Linked DNA regions of Mus musculus: region 1 is linked to region 2. Evidence: chromatin contacts called from public Hi-C data. All regions are on one chromosome and are shown on one strand. The core of a region is the stretch at or near the end of the contact, and the rest is flanking DNA. Distances in the headings are between cores, read along the strand shown. Region 1 overlaps Gm30056 (a long non-coding RNA gene). Region 2 overlaps Pik3c2g (phosphatidylinositol-4-phosphate 3-kinase catalytic subunit type 2 gamma).

The links. Hi-C and Micro-C count contacts between places; a contact is called where the count stands out from the background.
Region 1: a Hi-C map of the N1E-115 cell line shows a contact between it and region 2, with 2.0 times the contacts expected there. The contact joins two enhancer-like sites. A contact is called at or near these places in 7 of 484 Hi-C or Micro-C datasets (the N1E-115 cell line, cortical neurons, liver and 3 more).

The regions. Positions count from the first base shown.
Region 1 is chr6:140,092,677-140,097,708 of GRCm38.p6, forward strand. Gm30056 (a long non-coding RNA gene) reads right to left here. Exons shown (of 3, transcript XR_001785445.1): 2 at 3,702-3,874. Among named protein-coding and RNA genes, the nearest start is that of Gm30056, 6.0 kb to the right of the region's middle. Within about 2 kb of position 2,870, at least 10 of the 459 cell types and tissues checked have an H3K27ac peak or open chromatin away from gene starts, as enhancers often do. A contact at or near this core is called in the N1E-115 cell line, where this site is marked.
Region 2 is chr6:139,875,187-139,879,726 of GRCm38.p6, forward strand. It overlaps Pik3c2g (phosphatidylinositol-4-phosphate 3-kinase catalytic subunit type 2 gamma), which reads left to right. Exons shown (of 34, transcript NM_207683.3): 26 at 117-273. Among named protein-coding and RNA genes, the nearest start is that of Plcz1, 160 kb to the right of the region's middle. Within about 2 kb of position 3,290, at least 40 of the 459 cell types and tissues checked have an H3K27ac peak or open chromatin away from gene starts, as enhancers often do. A contact at or near this core is called in the N1E-115 cell line, where this site is marked.

The DNA of each region.
Region 1 (5,032 bases), core at 1,620-4,119, 220 kb after region 2:
TTGTGTTACTTTTGCAATCAGATTAGGAAATATCGGTGTTTAATTAGCTGTGTGGAATTTAATATATGTCTTGATGATCAGAGCATCCAGTCCTAGACTGATAATAACAGTGGCTTATACCACCCTCATCCCACAGAGATTTATTTAGAAAACAAAAAAACAAAAAAAAAGGGTATCTACTTACACACCTGTAAGCAGTAGACACAGGCTTATAATGGAAACGATCCTGAGGGGGTCATTTCCAGCATCCCTTCAGGAGTAGGGGAGTTTGGGGAAACTGAAACCTCAGCCCATCTTACACCATCCTCAGGCCTACCTCACACCATCACAGATGATCTCAGCCCTACACTCCAATTTTAATACAAAATTCCAATGTTAGTCACTTACAGGCATGGTTTCCTTTTCTAATGCCATAACAAAATACCCTAACAACAGAAACTTAGGGAGATGGAACCATTCTAACTCATAGTTCGAAGCACAGTCTATTAAGGCAGGGAAAACAAGGCAGTAGGAGCCCTAGGTAGCTGGTCACATCACATTCAAAGTAAAGAAGCAGAAAGCAATTAGTGAATAAGATGCTAATTCTCAGCTCACTTTCTCCATCATAGATCTCAAGATGCTTCCTGCTCAGGGAATGGTCTCGCTCACAGTGGGCAGGTGTTCCTACCCAGTTAAACAGCAATCAAGATAACCGCCCACAATCGTGTCCAGAGGCCAGTCTCCAGGTACTTCTAGACTTTATCATGTGGGCAGCACTCATCATCCACAAGAGTAACTCATGTATGACTGAAGAGCCATCTGGTGTGAATTTTATTTAACAGAAATCATCCCCAAGAGGAATGAAAGCAAAGCCAGAAAGAACTTTTATACATGAAACTAGCTACCTTGATAACAAAAAGGGAAATATAACTTATATATACACATTTATATTCTGCAAAATCTAGGGCTGCTGACAGAATTCGGCGGTAGAGTGCTTGCCTAGAGTGTACAAAAGCTGTGTGGTTAAATTCTCAGCACCAGGTAAAATCAAGTTTAAGGCAGTCATGGTGGTGCACACCTTTAGTCTTAGCACTTGGGAGGCAGAAGCAGGTGCATCTCTGTGAGTTCCAGGCTAGCCAGGGCTGTTACACAGAGAGACCTTGTCTCAAAAAAAAGAAAAAGGAAGAGAGAAAGACAGAGAGAGGAAGAGGAAGAGGAAGAGGAAGAGGAAGAGGAAGAGGAAGAGGAAGAGGGAGAGGAAGAGGAAGGAAGGAAGGAAGGAAGAGAGACAGAGAGAGAGAAAATTAAGAATAATTAAGAATTAAGTTCAAGGTAACAAGGCAAGCCTGGGCACCATAAAACCTTGTCACACATACATACATACATACATACATACATACACACACACACACACACACACACACACACACACACACACTTCTTTAGCTGGAAAACTAATGCTTATACAGCAGGTAGACACTATTTCTCCAAACTCAGAATATTACTTTCCATCATAGTAAATCACTGGTTTCTGTGTTTATTCCTGTGCATGATCCATCTATGTTTACCTCATTCTACAACGAATCAAAGCACAGCACTTTATATAATCACACAATGCGAAGGTGTTGGGTATCCTATTCTTGACCAAATAATCAAAGACATTAAGTTCAATTTTTCCCCCTAAATCTTGGGACTGAAAGAAAGCCCTGGTCTTCACCTGTGAAGGGCAGCATGGTCTATGTGATCTCTAGTCAGTTACAGAAAATGAACTGACTTTATTTTAAAAGGCTATTAACGGATTAATTCCATCTTCAGCAAGGCTTTGGTGATTCTTATTTCTCTAAGTCTACTTTCACTCGTCCTTCAGATTTTACTGCTTTATCTTTTGTGCATGGCTGGGGTCCACATTGCCAGTCCTTATCACCTAAATTGATGGACACGAGTTAGACTATAGGGATAACCGAAAAGCAGCAAGCCCGGAGAGTGCTGTGTAAGTCCCTTCACTCTTAATGTGCAACCATTTTAGCTAGTGCTCGAGAAAATCCTCTAAACCAATTATGTTATAAGCATCCGACAATTTGGATACCTGATACAGAGTCAGAATCCTAATTTAACCTCATCTGGTGTTTCTACGATGACTAAAGAGCTCGAAATTAATCTAAAAATTTACACCCATTATTCATACCCAGTTGGTGTTCTCGTTGTGATGCGGGAGAGAACATGATTAATTCGTGTGAAGCACCAAGGTCAAGTTTATTTTGGAAACAACACCCCATAGCATTAAGTTTATATTCAGTGACAGGTTAGACAGTGTCCGTGCTCATACTGGGATAATATGTAGAACCAATGGGAGCCATGCAACAATAACAAAAAAAGGTCACCGCTTGGTGACATTTCAAATACTGTATGAAAGAAAAAAAGATTGTACATTAGTTTTTAGCATATTTTAAGAGCTCAGTAATTTCTCTCTGTGTTAGTAGACTGATCTGTGGGGGGAAATACACTGTCACTTCCACTTCTAATCTCTCTCTATTTTCAAATAACCTTAGCATAACACAGCTTTAGCTCATTAACTATAGATATCCATCACTTTTCAAATTAGATATGCTTCATTGAATTTGGCCGCTGTGTGAATTAATACAGACTAAAGCTGGTATTTTTTTTTCACTGACCTCTCAAATATAATAGAAAAGTGATAACATTGAAAAGTTCCCTCCAGAAACTTTGGGCACAAGAGGGGTAAGAGAGGAAGAGTGGAGCCACAAGAGGGTCCCTTGGGGTAGAACCCTGCGCGGCTCTGGCTGTCATCAGTTTGAGAGTGAGCTGCAGGACTGATGGTCTGCTCCAGTTAGGAAAGTGACCAGGTGACGGGTGAAGCCTGGGCTAGAGGCAGTGTCCTGACGTCAGAACGCTCAGCCTCCACTCCAGGCCTGTTTCGCTCTGTATATGAAATGTCCCAGGCTGCATGTGTTTAAACACCGCCCCCTACCACCGCAGTTGCTGGAGCTATTTTGAGAGACTGACGAACTTCCAGTAGGTAGATAGAGGCTTACTGGTGGAAACAGGTCACCTTGAACATTGTGCCCCAGACCATGTCCTCAGCACAGCTAGGCGAGGAAGTAAGGAATCCAGGAGCAGGCTCCTGCCAGCATGGAGTCTGGGCCATGACAGGCTGTATCCCCTGACCCTATGAGCCAAGATAAGCCCTCTGTCCCTTAAACTTCCTCTTGTCAGACTTTCCAGTGTAGCAGTGAGAAAAAGTCCTACTGAGAAGCCCTCTCAAAACTCGCCCACTAGACAGGCAAGTGCACAACTCTAAAATGTTCAGCCCCGGAAGTCAGGCGACCTCATGCCCTGTTTTCTACAACAAAACAGAACTGACTTGAGTCATTTGGCTGCAAAATGTGGCCTGTAGCGCAGAGAGGTTATTTATAGACTTAATTAATGCCAGTTTGGGTGAATATTCATATTTCTATGCCAAGCTATGAATCTATTTGGACCCTAGAGAAACTTAGTAATTTGATTAAATTGCACATCTGTAAAAAATATGAGTAAAAAAAAGTTTAGGATCTATAAAGACTCAAATCTGATGTCTATTTAGAAACTAATAAACCAGGAGACATGGGTCATGCCTGGAATGTCAGCACACAGTAAACTGAGACACGATAATCGCTGCAAGCTCAAGGCCAGCCTAGACTACAACGTGAAACCCAAACACTTACCTGTACCTGTAGCTCAGTTGTAGAGAGACCAGCATAAATGAAGCCTTGGGTTCAATTCCCAGCACGAGCCTGCAGAGGCAGCGTTGATGAGGTAGAGGCAGGGAAACAGAAGTTCAATGCGATTCTCAACTCCACAGCAAGTGTGAAGCAGCCCGGGATGCGTGAGACCCTACCTCAAAGCAAACAATAACAAATTATGTCAATTGATTAATTTAAGATGAGGGAAAGGACAGCCCTGATTGGAAGATACTTGTATTCAAATTATCTTTATGTATGAGGTAGAGGTTTGTGGCAGTAGGGGTTGGGGAAGTCGGGGTCAGGGAAATGTATGAAATCGGAGCCATGAGCAGGGCCTGGCAAGAAGGATGCCACTACCTTGGACGAAGCAAAACTAAACTAAAACCCTTCCATTGCAAGATGTTGTGATAATGATGTTGTCTTTATAACACAGATAATAACCAAGAGAAACGTAACCTCCAGGGAATGGGAGAGGACATTTGAAACCCCAAGAGTCTAATTCAGTGTCCTTACATATTAAATGAAGTATTAAAAACAAGAGAGTTTGTTCAGATAGCTCAAGATTTGAATGTCTGAAATATTTACACATCTGGCCAAGTACATTTTTATCTTCTAGGAAACTACATTTTCTCTGCTGGGAGACCATGAGGAATTTGAATTTTATGTACACTTTCAGTCTTCCGCTACTTATGACTGCTCAGCAGGAGCCATGCTGAGCGTCTGGGTGGATGAGCCTTAATCAAAGAAGCCTTCGACTGTGTGGTGCGAGCAGTGCAGAGACGGACTTGACTGTCTTCCTCTGCTGTGGCACTTGACATTTGGTATGACTGGGGAGGACGCGGGTTTTCTTGGAGAGGAATTACTGAGAAGAGGATGGTAGTTTTAATTGTTACCAAGAATCAGGGAGGAAAAGCAACTCTAATTAAGCTCGGAATATGCTTTACAAATACCCTACTTTTTCCGCTTGAATCTTCTTTTATTTTCAATATTTAGCTCATTCTAATTAGAAAACTCCTTCTCCTGTTCTCGTATTTATATCAATTTGCTCATTCCCTTTTAGATTTGTGCTTCCTTCTGCTATATTCTCATGCTAAAAAAGTCCTCACAGGGAGCCCTTTGTTGCAGTTGGTGTGCTTGCTCCTTTGGATTTTATTTGTACCCGCCGTCTGCATGCACTTTTCTTCAAACCATGGGATATACTTGATAACGTGTGTGCACGTTATCTTCTGATAAGAGCACGCATCTGCCCGTAGAACAGTATACTGTCAGACAGCAAGCGAATCAAACCTTAGGAGGTGATTGCTTGAATTACA
Region 2 (4,540 bases), core at 2,040-4,539:
AAACAAAACAAAAACAAACAAACAAACTCCAGTGGAAATAAGTTGCAGTGACTTTCTGCATTAACCCTCCAAACCATGTGACCTCCTCATGGTTGTTGCTATCTTTTTATTTATAGGGACAGAGCCCCTTTCATTTTTACTTCAGAGATGGAGTACTTTATTACTGAGGGTGGAAAAAACACACAGCATTTTCAAGACTTCGTGGAGCTTTGCTGCAGAGCTTACAACATCGTCAGGAAACACAGCCAGTTGATCCTGAGCCTTCTAGAGATGGTAAGTCCCTTGGAGAGTAGAAAGCTTCCATGGTGTCTCATCCAGCTGTCTACTTCTAATGGTTTGGAGTTCCCCCACCTCCATTTTAAAACAGTTTTTAACGCAGAAAGGAGTGAGCAAGCAAACATGTTTCTTGGCAACTTACAGTTAGTTCATAGTTTTCATCTTGGAAGTCACCAAACACAGAGTTACTAGTGCATTCAGAGGGGATCCCCATGCAGAGTGGATTAGGGCTCAGAAAAAAAAAGTCATTTTTAAACTAACTTCTTTGGCTGTATTGTCCCCATTTGACTTACATATGAAGTAAACTTCATAACATAGATGAGGCAGATTCATCCTGGCTCTTTTGTCTCAATATCTGCCTTTGAACACTTGAGCGCTATTCATTCATATTAAGAAATTCAGGGTCAAGAATACAAACTCTGGAGTTGGAGAGATGGCTCAGCGGTTTAAAAGCATAAACTTCTCTTGCACAGCACCCGAGTTCAGTTCCCAGCCCTCACACCCGGCAGCTCACAAGTCCAACAACTGCCTTTAACTTCAGCTCCAGGGATATGATGCACTTGTCTGTACTCCACAGGGACCTGCATGCAAATAGGCACAAAACCACATACACACACATGCACATTTACCTCACAACGAAATAAGTCTAAACATGTCACTGATGAGTTAGTGAGCAGACTGTAGATTGATGCGTTGAGTGTCATGCATTGGTTCTGCTGAGCTTTGGGTCCGGAAGGATTCAGTGTTTTCTCCCAATGTCCATAGCAAAGAGATGAGAAATAGTCATGTGGTAAAAGGAAAGAAGTGGCCAATAGAAATATCTTTTGGAAAATGATATAATGATTTCTTTAAGTGCATACATCCATTGTAACAATTACATCCATCCACAGGAGAGTAGCATACCACTAGTTTATCTATCTGTGTTTTTTGGAGTAAAAAATGGCTGGCTTAGAAACTTCAATTCTGCTAGTAGATGTTGAGGAGACAAATTTGGTGGTTGGATCTCCCTAATTTTGAATGCAGGCTTAGCATTTAAAGGTTAAATTTATACTTAACCTATGTACTGTTTCCATTTAAAATGAGGATAATAACTTTTACCTTATGGAATTGATGGATAAATTGCCTGATAATAAATGCATCATATGGACCAGGCATTATGCTAAGATATTAATAGATTAATTTTCATAACTCTAGCTGATAATTAACATAAAGGATTTATGATAGTATCTGCCATATAGTAGAGTTCAGTTAATTAATGTGATAATATAAGATAATTGTTAATTTACTTTAAATACTGTCAGGTTAGGAATATATTTCAGTTGGTAAAGTGCTGGCCCAGCACTGAAGACAATTGGCTGTGGTGCTACACACTTGTAATTCCAAAATGCAGAACCTGGGAGAAAGAGGCAGGAGGGTCAGAAGTACAAGGTCATCTTTGGTTACAAAGCAAGTTTAAAGCCAGCCTGGACTACATGAAATCTTGACTCAAAAATCAATCAACCAACCAATCAAAGCAATCAATTAAAAAATGAACTGACCATTACAAGATCACGCACTCACATGTAAAATTCAAATTAGTATTCATTAAAACTGAAGGGTCAATTTCTCAATTTTACTAATTACTTCATAATTCAGGGGGATTTTTTGTGTTCTTTTGGTTTGGTTTGGTTCAGTATTTTTTTTTTATTCTGTGATAGGAATTGAGCCTGCATCTCTCCTACTGAGTAACATCCCCAGGCATCAGGATCTCCAACTGTAGCCAGGAATTTTTCTTTATAGATCTTTGTTCTAGTTCCCAATTCTCTTTTTCTCTATTGCTTTTATGGGATGGCTTACAGCTCATAACAAGCTAATTCTATGACACAGAGAAAACTAACTCTACAAGCACTAAATCAAGGAAAATGACTTTATTTATATAATGAATTTCTAGGCACTATCAATTCTCATGTACTGTCAAACTCTGGCATGATCTAGTTGGACTCTCCCAAGATCTTACTCATGAGTCCATGAGCTCTCAAGAGCCTACTATGTGCTAGGAACTATTAATGAGAGGATAAAATATAAAACCTAGAGACTTAAAATTTTAAGTTGAAGAGTGATGATAAAATTTGTGCATATAAGTAACTGAGGATCCCAGCATTTGTAAGTGAAAATCATACTGTACTGGAGTGCACATACTGGGGTGTGTGGTTCTTGGTTTCTAGCCAGTTTCCCTGTTTTACTCCAGTATGTACATACTCTAGTATATAAGAGTCCTCTGTGACTCTTCAGATAAAGTCTTCAGTGGTTATTTCAGGACCACACACTGTCTAGCTAAAACCTCTTTTAAATTAAAACCAAATTTAAATTTGTAAAAAAAAAATTCTGCTTTCTATATACACATTTAATATGACCTTTTTCTCCATTCTGACTCTTGTGTTGATGTCTTTAAGCACAGTTCAATGCACTACACCATGACCCAGTTACAAGTTGAGAAATGCCTGGCCCGGGTCATCAAGGCTGGCTTCTGCAAATGATCAATACCCAGGATCATGAGGCACAGGCGTGCAGTCGGTTCAATGTGGAGTTAATGACCCGTCCCCAGCAGAAAGCATCTTGTTGCCAGATATCTGCTGTGCTTTTGTTTCCACATGGGAAAAGCAAGCAAGGAGTAATCTATGTAATTCTCATCTTGCTTAAAAGCAACATCTGTAGGAGACCCAAGTGTGCTCCTGGCTGAGTTCACCAATATAAAAGCCTGTGCCTCCTCAGCTCTTCTCCCATTAAAAAAATCAATATGAACTATTATGGAAGACTCTCAAAGAACACAGGGACCATTCACCGGCTTCAAATGTTTATCACTCCCATTATTATATCAGAGATTTCCCAGCAGAAATCTTTCTCGATTCCCTATATGGTAAGGAAAGAGCACTGCTTCCCTAAGCGAAGCTATTAAAAGAGAGCTGGACTTAGTAGCAGGAGAATAGAAACAAAACAAAACTCCTGTCCTTAAAAACACATGACTCATCCATCCAGTGTTGGCTCATATCTGTACCAGCTGCCTTTTCTCTTCCTGCTGCCCCAGTTACACATATCACCCATGCACTCTGTACAAAAACACTGAAACACAGTTGCATTGGATCAGATACAGCTAAGTGGAAGATGATAGATAGATAGATAGATAGATAGATAGATAGATAGATAGATAGGTGGCTTTGTATTTTATTGTATTATAAAGACTCAAAGACTCCTTTCAAAGGAATAGGACAGGAAACGAGACTTGTTACATATATTCAGTCATATGATGGAAAGAGAGTTGGACTCATCGGTTTTGTCATAGTATGCATGTGTCAGCAGATAGATAGATAGATAGATAGATAGATAGATAGATAGATAATAGATAGATAGATAGATAGATAGATGATAAAAATATATAAATTGGCAGAGGAGAAAGTAAGTATACTATGTGACCCAATAAAAATATTTGACAGAGTCCTGAACAAGCTATTGTGAGTCCAGAGAGACTAGAATGTAATTCAGACTCCACAGAACTCTGTTCTTAGCAAATAAATGTTCATGCAGTGGTTAAAACAAGAATCTTTCTCAGTCAGTCCATAGACATCTCTGAAACATCCAGTGCTAGACAAGAAAAAAGCTAATCTAGATTCTACTTGCCATAGGAAATGTGTAGCTCTAGAGCTGAGTTTTGTTATTTAGTAGTATTAAGTTTGCCATAGTGAGGCTTTAAAACATAATAATACTTAGTGTTTCTCTAATCATTTATTCATTCACCTATGCAGTCATTATGCACTAGATGTTCAATAGATTCCACTTGCTAAAAAAGCACCATGCTAGTGCTTAAACAATTTCAATACAAAGTAAAGGTCCAGTTGTCTTCTCAAGGAACTTCATATCTGACATGAACAAAAATGATCAAAACTGGAAGATAGGACTTTAAAAGTGGTCAAAGTAAGATAAAGACTTCCAATAGTCAAGAAAGGAAAAGAAAAGGTATTCTTAGCCAGGATATATATACATAGTTATATAGTTATATAATTATGTAGTTATATATAGTTTGAGAGAGAGTTATATATAGTTATATAGTTTTATAGTTGTTGAAGAATTAACTAGATCATATATATATTTATATATATATGACTGATAAGAGTTTCCAAGTTTTACATTATGAAGGAGTGTAAAGACAGAGTACAGACACCACTGAGTAGTGCATAGGGAGATGAAAAAATGACCAAGTGTTTGTAGTGAAGAGAGTACCATCATTTTG